Regions from separate parts of the Zea mays genome. Here regions 2, 3 and 4 are each linked to region 1. A link is a contact called in public Hi-C data. All regions are on one chromosome and are shown on one strand. Each heading gives the region's core, a stretch centred on a gene start, on an enhancer-like site or on the middle of the called end of the contact. The rest is flanking DNA. Distances are from core to core; before and after follow the strand shown.

Region 1 (3,710 bases), core at 1,153-3,652:
AAGCCTTCCCCCTACAAATGAACTACCAAACAACTGCATGTGACATATACAGGAAATGAACAATATTCATACCAATTTTACATGTATAGTAAGGGCACTAAATAAAAACCTGGAATTATGTTTGTAAATGAATATTCTCCTGATGATGACGTCAAAGCAGATGCAATCAACTCATCAGAATCTGTCATCAGTTCAATTTTCACACCAGCAGGTCCTCCCCGTTTTGAGCAGCTCTTACCACCAACAGCTCCCACTACTTTACCGGATATCATAAACCTGCACGGTGCATGCATACATTAACATTTGAAGTTTCAATGTGATTCATGTTCACACAAAAAAATTAAACTAAATGGCTAAAGAAACAAACCCAGTGAACTGGAAATTTATATCCGCATTTCCATTGCACCCATTGTGATCAATGATGACAGGAACCTGAAGTGTTAGGTGAACATGTCATCCAGTAAAAGAACAAATGCACTTAGTGCTTAGTAAAGACAAAGTAAGGAGGGAAACAAAGGAAAGATTCAGTTAAGGAATTATTTTACAGTTTCGGGCTTCCATGACCATCCCTTGGGCCCCTTCACTCTGACCATGAACGAACCCTGTGTTGACAGAAGCGACAAGCATAAATAGTAGACATAAATTTTATTTTAGAAACAATGGAAGAGAATATCAAAATTATGATCTTAGCAACTTCCTCCAGTACAAAAAAAAATAGGTGCTGCTTTGGATGTCATACAGTCAAAAAATAAATTTCTTTGTAATATTCATTAGGAGCCTACATACCTTGATCACAATAACTAGTAGTCTAATTGTCTAAATATGTATAAAATATATCAATGATGTAATAGTATGGAACTGTTTTTTGAAGGAAGATCAGGCTATACAATTTCTAGAAGTTCAATTGAAATATCAAAAAGGATATTGATGACAAAAACTTAAACAGGGCATCATGCTGACAGTAGCCAAAACATAACATGTTTTGTGACAGGAGGGAGTAGTGCCCTTTAACCTTTGCTCCTACTTGCAATAAAATTGTATGTGTAAATAAAATGAGAACACATAAAAGATAATCCAGAACTAAAGTAAACAAAAAACACAAAGATACCTTATCATAGACGGGGATAAAATAGTATCCATTAGGAGCACACTGTGTGCTTTCTTTAACCAAACCATCAACAGTGCAGAGCTCAACCTGATACACAAAGTTAAGAGGGAATCAGTTGGAGGCTTAGTGCAAATCATAAATAAATATAAAAACATATGCATCAAAACCAAAGCACAAGCATGATTAACGGAACATACACAGACACAAATAGAGCAATACTAGAATAATAGCCATGTATTAAAAATGATATTAATCTCTACATGCTACAGTTTGCATATGTCACTATATGAGAGATGAAAATATCCATCAGTTTAAACTTAGTAGAACCCACCCAACCAAATCATCCCCCACACCCACAACCTCCACTAAACAAATTGCACCCAGACTTAACAAAACATGAAAACCAACGTTTCAGATCGCTGGATAAACTCTCTCCCTTACTCAAATCTAATGGACAATATTATTTGAATCATCCCCCATCGCTCCCCCCAGCATAATTAAGGTCCAGCAATCACCAAAGCTACCAGAAACAAGAAATCAGTATGTGCTCAAAACACCGGCAGGGCAACCTCTTGTGCCCTAATGGTAATTCTAAATGGTCTGAATAGAGTGTAGAGTCGCTAAACCCAACCATGCAAACCCATAGGGCAGTGATCTGAATACCATGGGACAACAGGCAATCCGAAACTAGGATAGTTGTTAGAGCAGCGGCGGTAACTCAGCATCATGCAACCAGAACGTGTTCAGCTCTCCATGAGGTCCAATTCAAGTGAACGGCATCAAGCAAATGTATGTTTAGACTAAACGAATCATGCATAAAAATACCAGTCAAAGCTCGATAGGAAAGGACAGCTGAGTGCAACTACGAAGCTTGTCTACGTGATGGGATGAGACGGTCCTAAGATATAAAAACTGACGATGGCGGGAGCGGACGGCATACCGTGATGTCGGAGTAATCGAGCTTGGAATCCGATGCCTTCCTCGACTTGGCCAAGCCAGAGCTCGCCTGAAACCACCCAAAACCCCAAGTCGCATCAGTGTAACAAGTCACACCTAACCAAAGCGAAACACACTGTACACGGAGATAGAGCAACATGAGGAACGTCGACCTCGACGACGCCGCCGCATCCGTGGATCTCGTCAGAGGCGACAACGGCGGAGAAGAAGGCAAGCAGGAGGGAGAGAAGGATGGGGAGACGGCGGGGATCCATAGATAATAGATCGGATCTAGCGGGAGCGGAGCATGCCACCGGGGGAGACGACGACGAGATCGATATGTGCGGGGGCGATGTGTATTAGTGGTAGCAGTGGAGTTTGATATTTGCTAACAGCCTAGCACTCGCTTGGACCGCTGTGGACCTGTGCCCTATGCTGTGGGTGTGGGCTTTTTTCCTGGGCCCTAGGTGTAGTGTAGATGTAACTATAGAAGACGATGGGGTTGGGCTGGAATAATGGCCTTGACAAAATTGGGGGTTTCACGTCCCTGTTTTCATGAAACTCCATTGAACCCCCCCCCCCCCCCCCCCCCCCATTGAGAGCCACTAGATCAGGCGGCGCCCCTTCGGACGCCCTATCCAACAAAGGGTAAAACAGGAGCGAGCAATTGTACATATCATATTCAAATTTAGCAGAGGATTAGATAAATTATTTAGCACAATCCACAAAACTAATTAGTGCGAGACAGGTAGAGCAACAAAGCAATGAGCAGACCAAACACATAGAGACTGAACATAGTAATGCATATCAAATTGGAACTATAGAAAAAAAAACCTTCATTTGCTATAGCAATTAGAGCACAAACAAAATGAAGTGCAATAAAAGCATAACTCGGGGCACATATATACATGCACACTAAAATAGAAGTGTAGCGCTTGTTTTACATAGCAATCCTTCATTAATCTGTGCATCCATATGGTACACATCCAAAAGCAGGATAGAACGTATTGATCCAGGTTCCTGATGCTACCACCAAAGGATCAACTTATATGTATAAGTTGGTTTCATAAGACAAGCATAATTATAGAGACTAAGCTACAGACGGATCGACATATATCCCTCGCATTGTCGCGATGAACATAAAAACACGGTGTTCCCTTATCCAGGATGAAACCTAGGAGGAGATAAACATGTATGCACTACATAGTTCTTGCGAACACAAAAGTGCAACATCCCCGAATTCATGATAAAACGTCAGCCTCACCGGACCTGAGGGGAAAAAGCTTTTTTATGTAAGATATAAAAACTAAATAAACGATAGTAATGGATGGTTTATGAAACTTACTTAAGGTATCAATACAGTCTCTGATGCACCCCTTTTACCAAATTTCCATCTCAGACACTATCAAGTATGGTATGATGATTTTAAATTTGAAGATTTTAATTTGGATTTACAAAATTCCAAGAGCACATAAATCTAGCTACATTGATACGCATTTCCAAAGAGACAATGCTTCACTAACCTGTAGAGAAAATGAGTTGTGTGCATGATTTCTTAAAAACGATTTTGAAGATGTCAGGTTTTATCAAGAAACTTATGGCATTAATTTATTGCAATGCTCTCCTTTTTTATTCAGATAGAACAGTGTTTTAATCTGAATCCATT
Region 2 (3,567 bases), core at 257-2,756, 340 kb after region 1:
TTAGCCTAATGGTGAAATTCACAACAAAAATTGGAATCCAAATTTGAGACCTAAAAATAGAAAGGAAGGAAATCAGAAAAAGGAAAAAGAAAAAAAAGCGAAGACTGGAATCTCGCACTGGGCCAAATTACCTCGGGTCGGCCCACCTTGCCACGCTCGGTCAGCTGACCAACAACGCGCTTGGGTACGCTGCAAAATGGGCCCGCACGTCGGTCTCCGTAGGGCGCGCGCACGTCACTGCGGGCTGGGACCCACTTGTCACCCCGGCCATCGCGACGGTAACAAACCGGGGCGAGTCACGCGGCGAACTTCGCTCCGTCTCGGCGCGAGCGGGCACGCTCCACGACTCCGCGCAACTGGGCAATAAAAATAGACCCTCCTCCCACGATCCCCCTCTTGCTCACTGCTCGCCGCCGCCTACATAGTCCTACCAGCGATCTAGGAGGGGGAGTGTGATCGAGTTGGGGGAAATATGCAAGGCCCAAATTTTGTATAAGAAAAAAATAAAAAAATAAATATGTGCTGAGATAATATGAGTATACATTCCTTTTTTCTACAAATCTTGAGGACGAGATTTCTGTTAAAGGGTAGGATTTGTAAGACCCAAAATTTGTATAAGAAAAAAATAATAAAATAAATAAAGAAATTAAATAGTAAAGTGAGATATCTTCAATTATACTTGAGCTTCGGATGTTGAGGACTGAACTTTTGAAACAAAGAATGAATGTAGAAAGGTTTTCTATCCAACTAAATGATTATTCATTTCATTAAAAATGAAACATTATAAGCATTTATTTAAATAAGTATTGATACATAAGGATAGTATTACATTTTGATCACTCAAATCTAAACTGGACATTTAAAATTTTAAACATAATTTGAAACTCAGAAAAATAAATAATAGGAGGTGCATATTTTTTGAGTGAATACTCCTTTCGTCAATACTATACTTAAAAGCATTTATTAAAGTAAGTAATAAATAAAGAAGTAAAATAAACTTTGCATCCATTATGGACTTTGGGTAATTTAAGAAAGTCTATTATGTGACTTGAATAAATATGTTTTCAAATAGGAGATTATATAGAAGATCATTATATGAGTTAATTTATTAATAAAACATCTATAAAAATCTCCTAAAATAATTAAGCTAAGGTATATTTTAATAAATAATAAAGATTAGAAATTAGAGTCTTAATACACCTTAGGTGAGCATAATTGGTGAATTCAAAATCATTTTAAAGATATGGAAAAATAAATAAATAAAATTTTGGATTTGCATTTATGAGGGGGTCCTTCTGTTTGTTCATTAAAACTTGAGTACAAATTCAAAACCGAAATTTAATTGAATTTGAAATTAGAAAAATTAGAAAAGAAAATAGAAATAAGAAAAAGAAAAGGGATTTTACCTACCCTGGGCCGAAATCACCGCGCGGCCCATAACACCATCGGCATCTACCACTGACATGGGGGCCCACGCACCAGCCATCTCTCAAGCACACGTGCGTGCTACTGTCTTCGCTGGCTTGTGGGTCGTCCCGTCAGGCGCGCGTTACCCGGACCTCCACTCACTGATGATGCGGGCCCCGTCTGTCATCCCTTCCCCCTTCGTTGTGACACGCGAGCAGAATTCTGTGGGGATCTCAACGGAATCGGCAGGTGCTGTTTCGTCCGCCCGGGATTCTTGCGCCATGATCCGCTCTCTTCGCTTGGGCTGCACCTAATATCTGGTGGGGTCAACCTGTCAACCCTCCTCCCGTGACCACCACATGCCCAACGGATTTCTGTTTGAGAAGATCGTGCCGGCTCACCTGGGAATCCTACCGACCGGATGCCTTTGGGCTCTTATAAATTCCTGACCGCCTAGTCGTAGCCACCGCCGTATGCATCTGTGTCGAGATGAGAGAGAGGAATCGAAGGGTGAGAGAGAGACCACGGGGTAGAAGGTAATCCCGTGCGCGGCCGTGGGGGCGATTCTATCGGCGCCATCGATTCAGTTGAGGAAGTGGTGGGGGAAACTCCGGTGATTCGTGGGGAGGCGCGCGAAGCATGATCCAGTCGGAATCTGGCCGACTCTAGCCGGGATTCGTCGCTGGACTTCACGGAGCAGCCGATCCGCCTACCCCAACATCGCCGCACTGCTCTGCTGAATGATCACCGGTTTGTACCCTTCCTCTATATTCGCGCGGTCATTCCATTCGCTTAGCACCTGGGTAATCGGAGTTTGGCGCGCGGAATTGCCAGTGGGGGTTCACCGACGTGCCCTCTGCCGCGGGGGGGGGGGGGGGGGGGGGGGGGGGGGGGGGGCAGTGCCGCCATGGCCAACTTAGGGCCCGTTCGGTTGTTATGGAATGGAGTACTGGAACCGTTCCTAGCCGGATTGCTTCTCTAATTTGTATAAGTTTTGATTAGCAGGAATAATTCTTGGTGCGTTCCTGCAGAAACGAACAGGCCCTTAGTGGGTTGAAGAAGATAATCCCTGGTCTGTTGGATCGGGCGTGTACAGATTAGATTAGAAGATGGAATATCGGTTCGGCGTGGTAGGCTGTAGATCGTCAGATCTTGAAGGTAGGGCCAGGATTAGATTCCTGGTATTCTTTCGTCCAATAGGATCCGAGTCGTCCATCCTAGATCCTATGGCCGAGGTGTTGTACCGGTTCGACCGAGATCCAATCTAATCGGTGCCTTTAGTCCTTGATCGAACGACCGAGATCGATGTATAACCCTTCGTCGAGGCATATTAGCGTAAAAGCCCCTTAGTTATTAAGAAACCAACCCGCCGTCCTGGGTGACTGTGCACTGTGTCTTAGTTATTTTTGCGCCAGGGCCCCTGCACTTCCCTAATTTTGGTGCGCAATCTAGAGATCCGAGGAAATTAGTTAATTAATTATAGAAATGAATTTTTAATATAAAAACAATTCCTAGAACTTATTTAATTCATATAAAATTCATACTTAGTCCAAATTGATCCATTCTAGTTCGTGTAATTTTGTAATAATATTGTTCATCACATAGTGTCTCTGGTTTGACATGAAAAATGTATTAAAATTTAACTCTTAATTAATCATGTATCAAATACATAAAACCTTCGGAAATTCATAACTCCTTCGTTTTAATTCCGAATTGACTCGTCCCAGTTGTGTTAGCTTCGTATAAATATTTACTACGCAGTAACAACATCAATTATACCATGTCGCATACTGTTATATTTATTTATCCTATGTCTACTAGATTAGCATGTCCATAATTATAACTTGATTAAAGTATGATCTCTAGTTAAGTTATAATTAAGATTAAAGTTGAGTTAACTATTTATAGAATATGCTCTCATACTAATCAATTTATTGTATGATTTAATATTCAAATCACATAGATCTCCCATAAATCATAACTCCTTAACCATGACTCCAATCTTAGTAGTTCTCGATCCCACGATCTCGTAGCAATGCGTAGATTATTATCATGCAGTTTGTTCTTATGTTTGGTGTGATGCTAATTTTGTCTATACCATGTTTGTTTGTATTGCTACGACTAGTGTGAGGTCACGAGTCACCTGAATATCATCCTGGT
Region 3 (4,020 bases), core at 1,094-3,593, 460 kb after region 1:
TAAATTTCTTGATCATCCTCCTTTTCTTGATCCTCATCTCCCCTTGATGCATGCCCTCATCTTGAACTTCTTGTTCATCATCCTGAGTTGGACGAAAGGCTTGTATGGAGGATGGTTGATCTTACTCTTTATTAGGCTCTTGTGGGAACACATCTCCAATGGACATATTCCTTAGTGCAGTGCAGGGAGCCTCTTCATCATCTAATGCATCAAGATCAACATTCTCTTCTTGAGAGTCGTTAGTCTCATCAAACACAACATAACATGAAACTTCAACACAACCCGTGGATTTATTGAAGACTCTAAAAGCTCTTATGTTTGAGTCATAACCAAGTAAAACCCCTTCTACTGATTTAGGAGCAAACTTAGAATTTCTACCTCTTTCTACCAAAATGTAGCATTTTCTCCCAAATACTCTAAAGTATGAAAGTTTAGGTTTGTTACTAGTTAGAAGTTCATATGATGTTTTATTAAGGAGTCGGTGTAAGTACAACCGGTTAATGGTGTGGTTTCTATCCAAAACCGATCTGATGTCTTGTATTCCTCAAGCATGGTCATCGTCATATCAATTAGAGTTTTGTTCTTCTTTTCCACCACACCATTCTATTGTGGTGAATAGGGAGAGGAGAACTCATGCTTGATTCCCTATCTCTGAAGAAAGTCTTCCACTTGAGTGCTCTTGAACTTTCTTATGTTGTTGCTTCTTATCTTCTGCACAAGGAGCCCCTAGGGAGGGCCTATTGCACACATCTCAAGGCATGGGGTCTTGTAGTCTTTTCCTGGTCATGGGTCCCAATGCTTGTGGACCTATGCAAGTCAATCTGGTAATTTGCTGATGATAAGATCCTTGCACGTGTCATGGTACGAGTCGGAGGTATGTCTTTTCCGAGACGCTGACATATTTTTATATTAAAAAGTGTCGAGGATAGAGGATTAAATATGATACTTTGTTGAGTTGCACTGTAGATAAAATAAGGACAATTCCAAATATAATTTATGGTATAATTTTTATGTTTGCTAGATAATATATCTTATACATAGAAACTATATTTTTGGTGAACATGTTTTTTAATTAAATTTTCATCTAAGCACTTGCTTCGTATCGCCAAATCATATGTATTTTTATCTTGATTCTCGTGTAGAAAGTAGTTTCTTATATAATAGATTATCTTTTATCTCTCCTTTTTATTATTAGGATACTAAGTTACTATTTTACTTGGTATCTAAATTGAGGCTATGCATCTTACTAGAGAAAGTATAATAATATAGCCGAACACTGGCTATAAGAATCTTTGCAGCCTACCCCTTAGCCCATCTATATAGTAGTTAGCTTTTCACAATTAATTGTCTCTCTCACAAAGCGTCTTTGTTTTTGTGTTTGAGCTGGCTATAAGTTTACACATGTTTTTCTTCTATTTCCTCCACCTCAGTATTTAACATGTTTATAGCCTGTTATTATACTTAGCTCTTAGGGCGTGTTTGGTTCGTGCATCATTTCTAGAATCTCATTCTACAATCTTTTTATTATTAGCCAAACAATGTTTGAATTTTGTATTGGATTTTGTACCAGAATCTCATAATCTAAATATATAATTAGATAATAGAATTTGTTGTGGTATCTAACTTCTCAAAATTTGTAAGGAGCTAAACACCACCAAAGTACTCACCCTAAGACCGTATAAAAAAGTTTATCTATATGGTTATCCAAAACACTGTTTTATACTGTTATGCATTATAGACTATAATGTTTCGTAGAGTAAAATTTAAATATATAGACTACAAAAGGCACAGCTTCCCATGGCATCACGGCCACGCACCGCAATGCATCCCAATCCCAAAACCCCATAATTTTGAACAAATCACAACCCCCCGTTTTCCAACCCAAGCCAAACCAAAGCCCTGGTTCGTCGGTAGTCCGTCAGCGTGGAGTGTACTGTAGCCATGTAGGTGTGCAATTTGATACTCCCTCACACACTCCCAGGCACACGTTTCCCCATACACGCCCACACCATCCAGTCCAGTCCAGTCCAGTCTAGTCCGCCTCTTCATTTCATGCTGTATTTTCATAGCAGCAGTAGCCAGTAATAGATGCTGCCTTGCGCGGCTGTTACTACTACTCACTCTACTCCTACCAGTGGAGTGTGTAGTACGTGGTCACACCACACCACGGAGAATCAGAGTATCAGACCATAGTATAGGAGAGCAGAGCAGGGCGCCTTTGCATCGCAAGGTCACTCGTGTCCCCACTCGCCTCCGTCGCCTCCACGCAGCAGCAGCAGCGGCTCGGTCGCCAGTATTCATAGCTGGGGGTAGGGCGGGCGACCCGCCGCGACTGGGAGAACCTTGGACATGAGTTGAAAGGCCCTATCTTTTCATGTCCATGTCCATCTCCCGAGTGAAAGCGAGCGAGCGAGCGACCGATTGATTGACGTGTGATGCCTCACTAGCTGGAGAGCGCTCTCTCCTTTGTGGCAAATCTCATCAGCAACAGAGACGGCTGGTGTGACACCTTGTGAAAACGCCCGCTCGCTCGCTCAGTCGCTCCGTCTCTCTCTCCCTCCCTCCATATCTCCCTTTGCCACCTGCTGTCTCCCTCCTCATCTCTCTCCAGTCGAGTCGGCAGTCTCTACCACTCTGCTTCCTTTCCCCTCCTCTTCTTCTCCAGAAAGCAGAGGCATGGAGCGGCAGAGGAAGGCAATGTGGCTGTACCCCAAGGTGGTCGGCTTCAACCCGCCGGAGAGGTGGGGCCACTCCGCCTGCTTCTTCGAAGGGGTCGTCTACGTCTTTGGGGTATGTATCCTATCGTATGATGATATGATGTCCATCAACCAACGCCTGCGGTTCTGTTCCATCCTCTTGATCCCGTCTTATCCGGCCATGTTTTCGCTCTGAATTCTTCTACAGATTTCGCGTCTTTCTTGAATTTGATGCCTCCTAGTACAGCTATACTATTTAGTTGCTAGTGATATGGAAGCTTAATACTTACTGGTAGCTGCGAACTAGTTCATCAGGAAGAAGACGCATGCTGGTGGTGGTTTGAGCTATGACCCCGCCTCTACCGGCTGAGGGTAGATTATTTTGGACAAAAGGTTGTTTATCATCTCTGGTGTTCATCCTCTGGAGCTGTGTTTTGTCCCGCTGCTGTAGTGTAGCAAGCCAGCAAGCAAAATGTCGTGTAGCTTTCACCAAAAGCGAGGGAGTCCTTGTCCATAACGGGAAAAAAAAGGTTTTTTAAGCTGATGTCCTCGGTTGTGCTAAGCAGAACCCGCCCCATCTGCAATCCAGTTTGTTAATTTGAGCTGAGGTTTCAGTGGTTTAGCGTCAAATGCACTGCAGCAGGAGTAGAGTAGGACGAGTGGATGGGAAAAAGGAAGAAGATAGCCTTTTCGCTCTTGTTCCTCTTTCCCCCGTCCGCTTGGGTTGGGCCAGGCGAGGACCACTCCGCCCCGCGTTTAAGCTTCCCCCTGATTGTGTGCTGCTGGGATGATGGTATGGTCAGTGGTCACGCAAAGAGAAAAATGTTGAATGCCAGCAGCAATTGGATGGGTGCTACTTACTGCACCGACCCGGACGCCGTCCTCTGCTGGACGATCCGACACATGGTTCCACTTCCACAGTGATGTTGATCAGATCGAACGAACGAGCAATCATTCTGCAATCCGTTTCTTTGTGGTTGGTGTCGGAGCTGCTGTGACGCGACGCGATTCTTTAACTCCAGGGATGCTGCGGCGGCCTGCACTTCAGCGACGTGGTGACGCTGGACGTGGAGACGATGGCGTGGAGCGCGCTGGCCACGACGGGGCAGCGGCCGGGCACGCGGGACAGCCACGGCGCCGCGCTGGTGGGCCACCGGATGCTCGTGTTCGGGGGCACCAACGGCGGCAAGAAGGTGAACGAGCTGCACGTGCTGGACCTGCGCACCAGGGAGTGGAGCCGCCCGCAGTGCAGGGGGGCGGCGCCGTCGCCGCGGGAGAGCCACAGCGTCACCGTCGTCGGGGGCGACCGCCTCGTGGTCTTCGG
Region 4 (3,633 bases), core at 310-2,809, 420 kb before region 1:
CAAGAATCCGTTTGTGCATGGAACATAGCGCATGTAAACATTTCTTATAGGTTACCAGTTGTTATACCTTGCCAAAGTATGAAGAAACATAAGATGACGGTAATGATCAAAGCCACCAAGTTCCCAATGGAAGATGCTGGTTTGGAATTCTTCATCTTCTTCAATGCCTTCATACGCTCAATCCTAGCCTTCTTTAACACCGCAAGCTCCGATAGTGCACTGATGAGCTTCTGATCAGCAGGGTCTAATGGTGAAGTAGTCTGTGATCTTGGAGGTCGTGGCGGCTTCTTATACCATTTTTTATTTTCCTTATCAGCAGTTGACTTATCCAAAATCCCAACCTTGATCTCCCCTTCAGCTTTCATAGGCTCTCCACTTTTAACAGATGAATCTTGACGGTGTGAAGAGAAACAACATATGTGGTGACTCTTATCATCCTTCAGTGCTACAAGATCATCCCATGAGCTGGGCCGCATTGTACTTGCATGCCCAGCTATTGAATTAACCTTCATCCCACTATTGTCCTCTATGGGTAGCAAGCACTTGCCTTTCTCCAGGTCAACCAACATATCTTGGACACATACTTCCTTTACCTCCATTAGAATGACAGAAAAATCTCCAAATGATCAAGATGTAGGAAAACAACCCCTCCTTTCTTTCTAGAAATCAAGGAGCTGCAATAAAATTTTAAGATATAAGTTAATTCATATTAAATGCTACTCAGATACAAAAGCATATGCAAGGATCAAATATGGGTAGCAAATTCGACATCTCACAAATTACAAAATCAAATAACAATCATAACTCGTAGCATTGCTAAAACAAGACAAAAAGATAAGGTAAACAACTTAACAATATAAGCACAGAAGTCATCAGATAAGGTCATAAAACACAAAGGGGGCAATTTTCCGGAGTCTAACATTTTAAAATAAAGAAAAAAGGGTCAGTAGGTGAGTAGGAAAAACCTAAGCTGAAAGGACTGAGTGCCTGAGTGGAAGGAGAATAAGTAGGAACCCAAAAGTTTCAAACTCCACCAATATAGTGGTTGCCAGAAGCCAAAACAGCATACCCCTTATACCTGAAAATACTTGATAACACTGCCGAACTATCCACTAAATCAACACACAAGCCAGTAGCTTGCCTAAAGATTTCAACACTTTCCTCCAGAAACAATTTCAACTGATTTTACTGAACACAAGATGTACCTAAGTGGTTAGTTATCAAGGCAATCGATATCTCAAAACACTGCCTCTGATCCTAAATAGAAGTCCATTTAGTATTGTTTTTTTGTCAAAGCTTATTAGCTTTGTCCATCAAGGCATCAACATGTATAGATCCATGTATAGCTTTGCCCGTCACGGCATCAACATGTACAGCTAAAAAGCTTTAGGTTAGGGTTTAGGTGCTCGGCTTCGCACAGCAGAGAAAGGCGGGAATACCTGGTGGGTGCTCGTCGCCGGCGAAGATACTGACGAAGGCCTTAGCACCTGGCACAGGACGGCGGCGGCACACCAGTCGTCGGAGAGCGAGACGGGGGCGAGACCGCGAGACAAACGGAGTCAACTGCGGCGCAGGGACAGTGCATGGCCAAGCGACCAAGCTCGAGTTTAGTTCGTTGAATGATGTTTTAATCTAATTATAATAATACATATAATTTAATTACAAAACTAATGGTATAAATAAAAACTAAACGACTAGACAAATTTTAGAGGGCCTAGTAATAACTTGTAAGAAATTATTTTTCACATATTTATTTTACAAATTATTTTTTATCTATCTCTCCCTTTTTATTTTCTATTTTCCTCGATTGTACATATTTCTACCCAATAGAACAGTGCCAAAGGCAAGTAAAATATTGGTTTTAAATAATGGGAACAACGATGATAACTATTAGGTTATTATAAATAAGTAAATAGATTTTTTATATACTTTATTAAGACGGTATATTTTTTACCAAAGCTAGAAGCCTTTTCAATATAACATAGAAAAATTCATAAAACTAGAACATTTTTATCATAAACCTATAACCCTTTTCTTAAACAATAAATCATTTTATTTTTGTTACAATTTCTAACTGAACATTAATTTTTGGTATGCTAAATATGGTGGGTGGGATGGTTCCTATGAACAGGAACGGGCTTTGTGCACGTGCAACAAGTGCGATAGTACAGAGCCCAAAATTCGAGGGGGTGTAAAAAATTATCTTTGTAGTAGGCCTAAACAATATGCATCCGTGAGTGGACCAACAATGTAGCTAAAAGAAACACGGATGACTAAGAGGAGGTAAATTAAGACTTCTAAAATTCTCACTAAACCAGGCCACAAATAAAACCCTAGAACAAAACTTATGCAATTAAGTAAACTAGAATGCGCAAACTAGGTTTTGTCTAAGCATTGCTATCTATACCACAAAATGAGTTTTCCAACCTAAGTTTCAGTCCCATATTCTAAACTAAGAATAGTAAAGATTGCTACTTAAGTAATTAGTAAATGCGGAAGTTAAAGAGCAAAGGTAGAGATTCAACCTCTCGGGGACGATGCCGGTATTTTTACCGAGGTATCTGAAACCACGTAAGGTCCCGACTAATCCTCGTTAGTGCCCCTATGCAAAGGGTAGCCCACGCGAGGGCCAAGCACCACAATCGAGTAACTCGGTAAAGAGTCGCAGACCTTCTCCATGTGCAAGTGGTACTTCGCTTCTGGCTTCTCTCGGATGCTCCCAGCCGTCTCCACTATCGAGCTTCCTGTCGAAATGTCGCGGATCTCATTCCCTCCGATACACGGTGATAGTCGTATCAAACACGGCTGATATGGTCTTGCAAGACTCTTGCCGCACTCGATATAATTACAATGTCTTGCACAAGAGCCGAGGGGTTTGTGGGTTTGCTAACATCACTCATGCAACTAGGAATACATATAGAGCAAGCGCTAATGTGGTCTAACTAACCTAAGCACTTCACAAATCACCTACGCTAATCATCGAGTTATTCTATTAAGCACTTGTGCGATGGAGCTCTTAGAAATATGCATCTATACTTTGGATATGTTTATTGTGCTCCAACAACTCCAAATGGCCGGCTAGGGTGGTTTATATAGAGCATCCACTCAATTTTAGTCGTTTGTGGAAAGGCTGCAGATTCTGTCTGCGACCACACTAGACCGTTTGGTCTGGACTTTCCATGTCAGCTAGTCGTTGCCTCTGACTGCATTGTAGACGGTCCGGTGTGCCAGTGCCACCCGCACGTTCTAGTGCCGCCACGTCAAATGATTGTTGGCTACTAGTCGTTGGACTATGGTCTGGTGCACTACCAGACCAGTCCGGTGCGGTAGCTGTCCGAGAGCCAATTCAAGTGCTCTCTGCGCACACGGTCTGGTGCACCACCGGATCGGTCCGGTGAGCCACCAGTGCGCCAGCTGACAGCCCATTCTTGGATTTATTCTGTCTTTTCACTTGGGCTCGGTATTGTGTCTTGGACTTGTGCTGAATATTTGTAAGTCTTCTTATTGTCTTTTAGGTTTTCTTTTGAGGTGTTGCATCCTTAGAGACTTAGTCCAATCCACTTCGCATCCTGCAAACTACAAAACACAAACTTTTGAAAAATATTAGTTCATTGGTTATGTTGTTCATCAAAC

Evidence for each region. A called contact is a pair of places that touch in the nucleus more often than the background predicts.
Region 2: a Hi-C map of leaf shows a contact between it and region 1, with 3 times the contacts expected there. The contact joins the enhancer-like site here to the promoter of LOC100384763 in region 1. A contact is called at or near these places in 4 of 25 Hi-C or Micro-C datasets (ear, endosperm, leaf and 1 more).
Region 3: a Hi-C map of ear shows a contact between it and region 1, with 4 times the contacts expected there. The contact joins the promoter of LOC100384701 here to the promoter of LOC100384763 in region 1. A contact is called at or near these places in 6 of 25 Hi-C or Micro-C datasets (ear, leaf and tassel).
Region 4: a Hi-C map of leaf shows a contact between it and region 1, with 8 times the contacts expected there. The contact joins the promoter of LOC100193834 here to the promoter of LOC100384763 in region 1. A contact is called at or near these places in 8 of 25 Hi-C or Micro-C datasets (ear, leaf and leaf mesophyll).

Annotation. Positions count from the first base shown.
Region 1 is chr8:38,229,063-38,232,772 of Zm-B73-REFERENCE-NAM-5.0, reverse strand. It overlaps LOC100384763, which reads right to left and starts at 2,402. Exons shown (of 27, transcript NM_001362469.1): 1 at 2,218-2,402; 2 at 2,049-2,114; 3 at 1,109-1,195; 4 at 546-602; 5 at 368-432; 6 at 110-276. The coding sequence starts at 2,319.
Region 2 is chr8:37,884,425-37,887,991 of Zm-B73-REFERENCE-NAM-5.0, reverse strand. No RefSeq gene overlaps it. Among protein-coding and RNA genes, the nearest start is that of LOC100384701, 120 kb to the right of the region's middle. Within about 2 kb of position 1,506, at least 18 of the 20 cell types and tissues checked have an H3K27ac peak or open chromatin away from gene starts, as enhancers often do. A contact at or near this core is called in ear, leaf and tassel, where this site is marked.
Region 3 is chr8:37,764,568-37,768,587 of Zm-B73-REFERENCE-NAM-5.0, reverse strand. It overlaps LOC100384701 (Galactose oxidase/kelch repeat superfamily protein), which reads left to right and starts at 2,343. Exons shown (of 9, transcript NM_001177176.1): 1 at 2,343-2,790; 2 at 3,719-4,020. The coding sequence starts at 2,677.
Region 4 is chr8:38,647,647-38,651,279 of Zm-B73-REFERENCE-NAM-5.0, reverse strand. It overlaps LOC100193834, which reads right to left and starts at 1,559. Exons shown (of 5, transcript NM_001138916.2): 1 at 1,440-1,559; 2 at 68-674. The coding sequence starts at 599.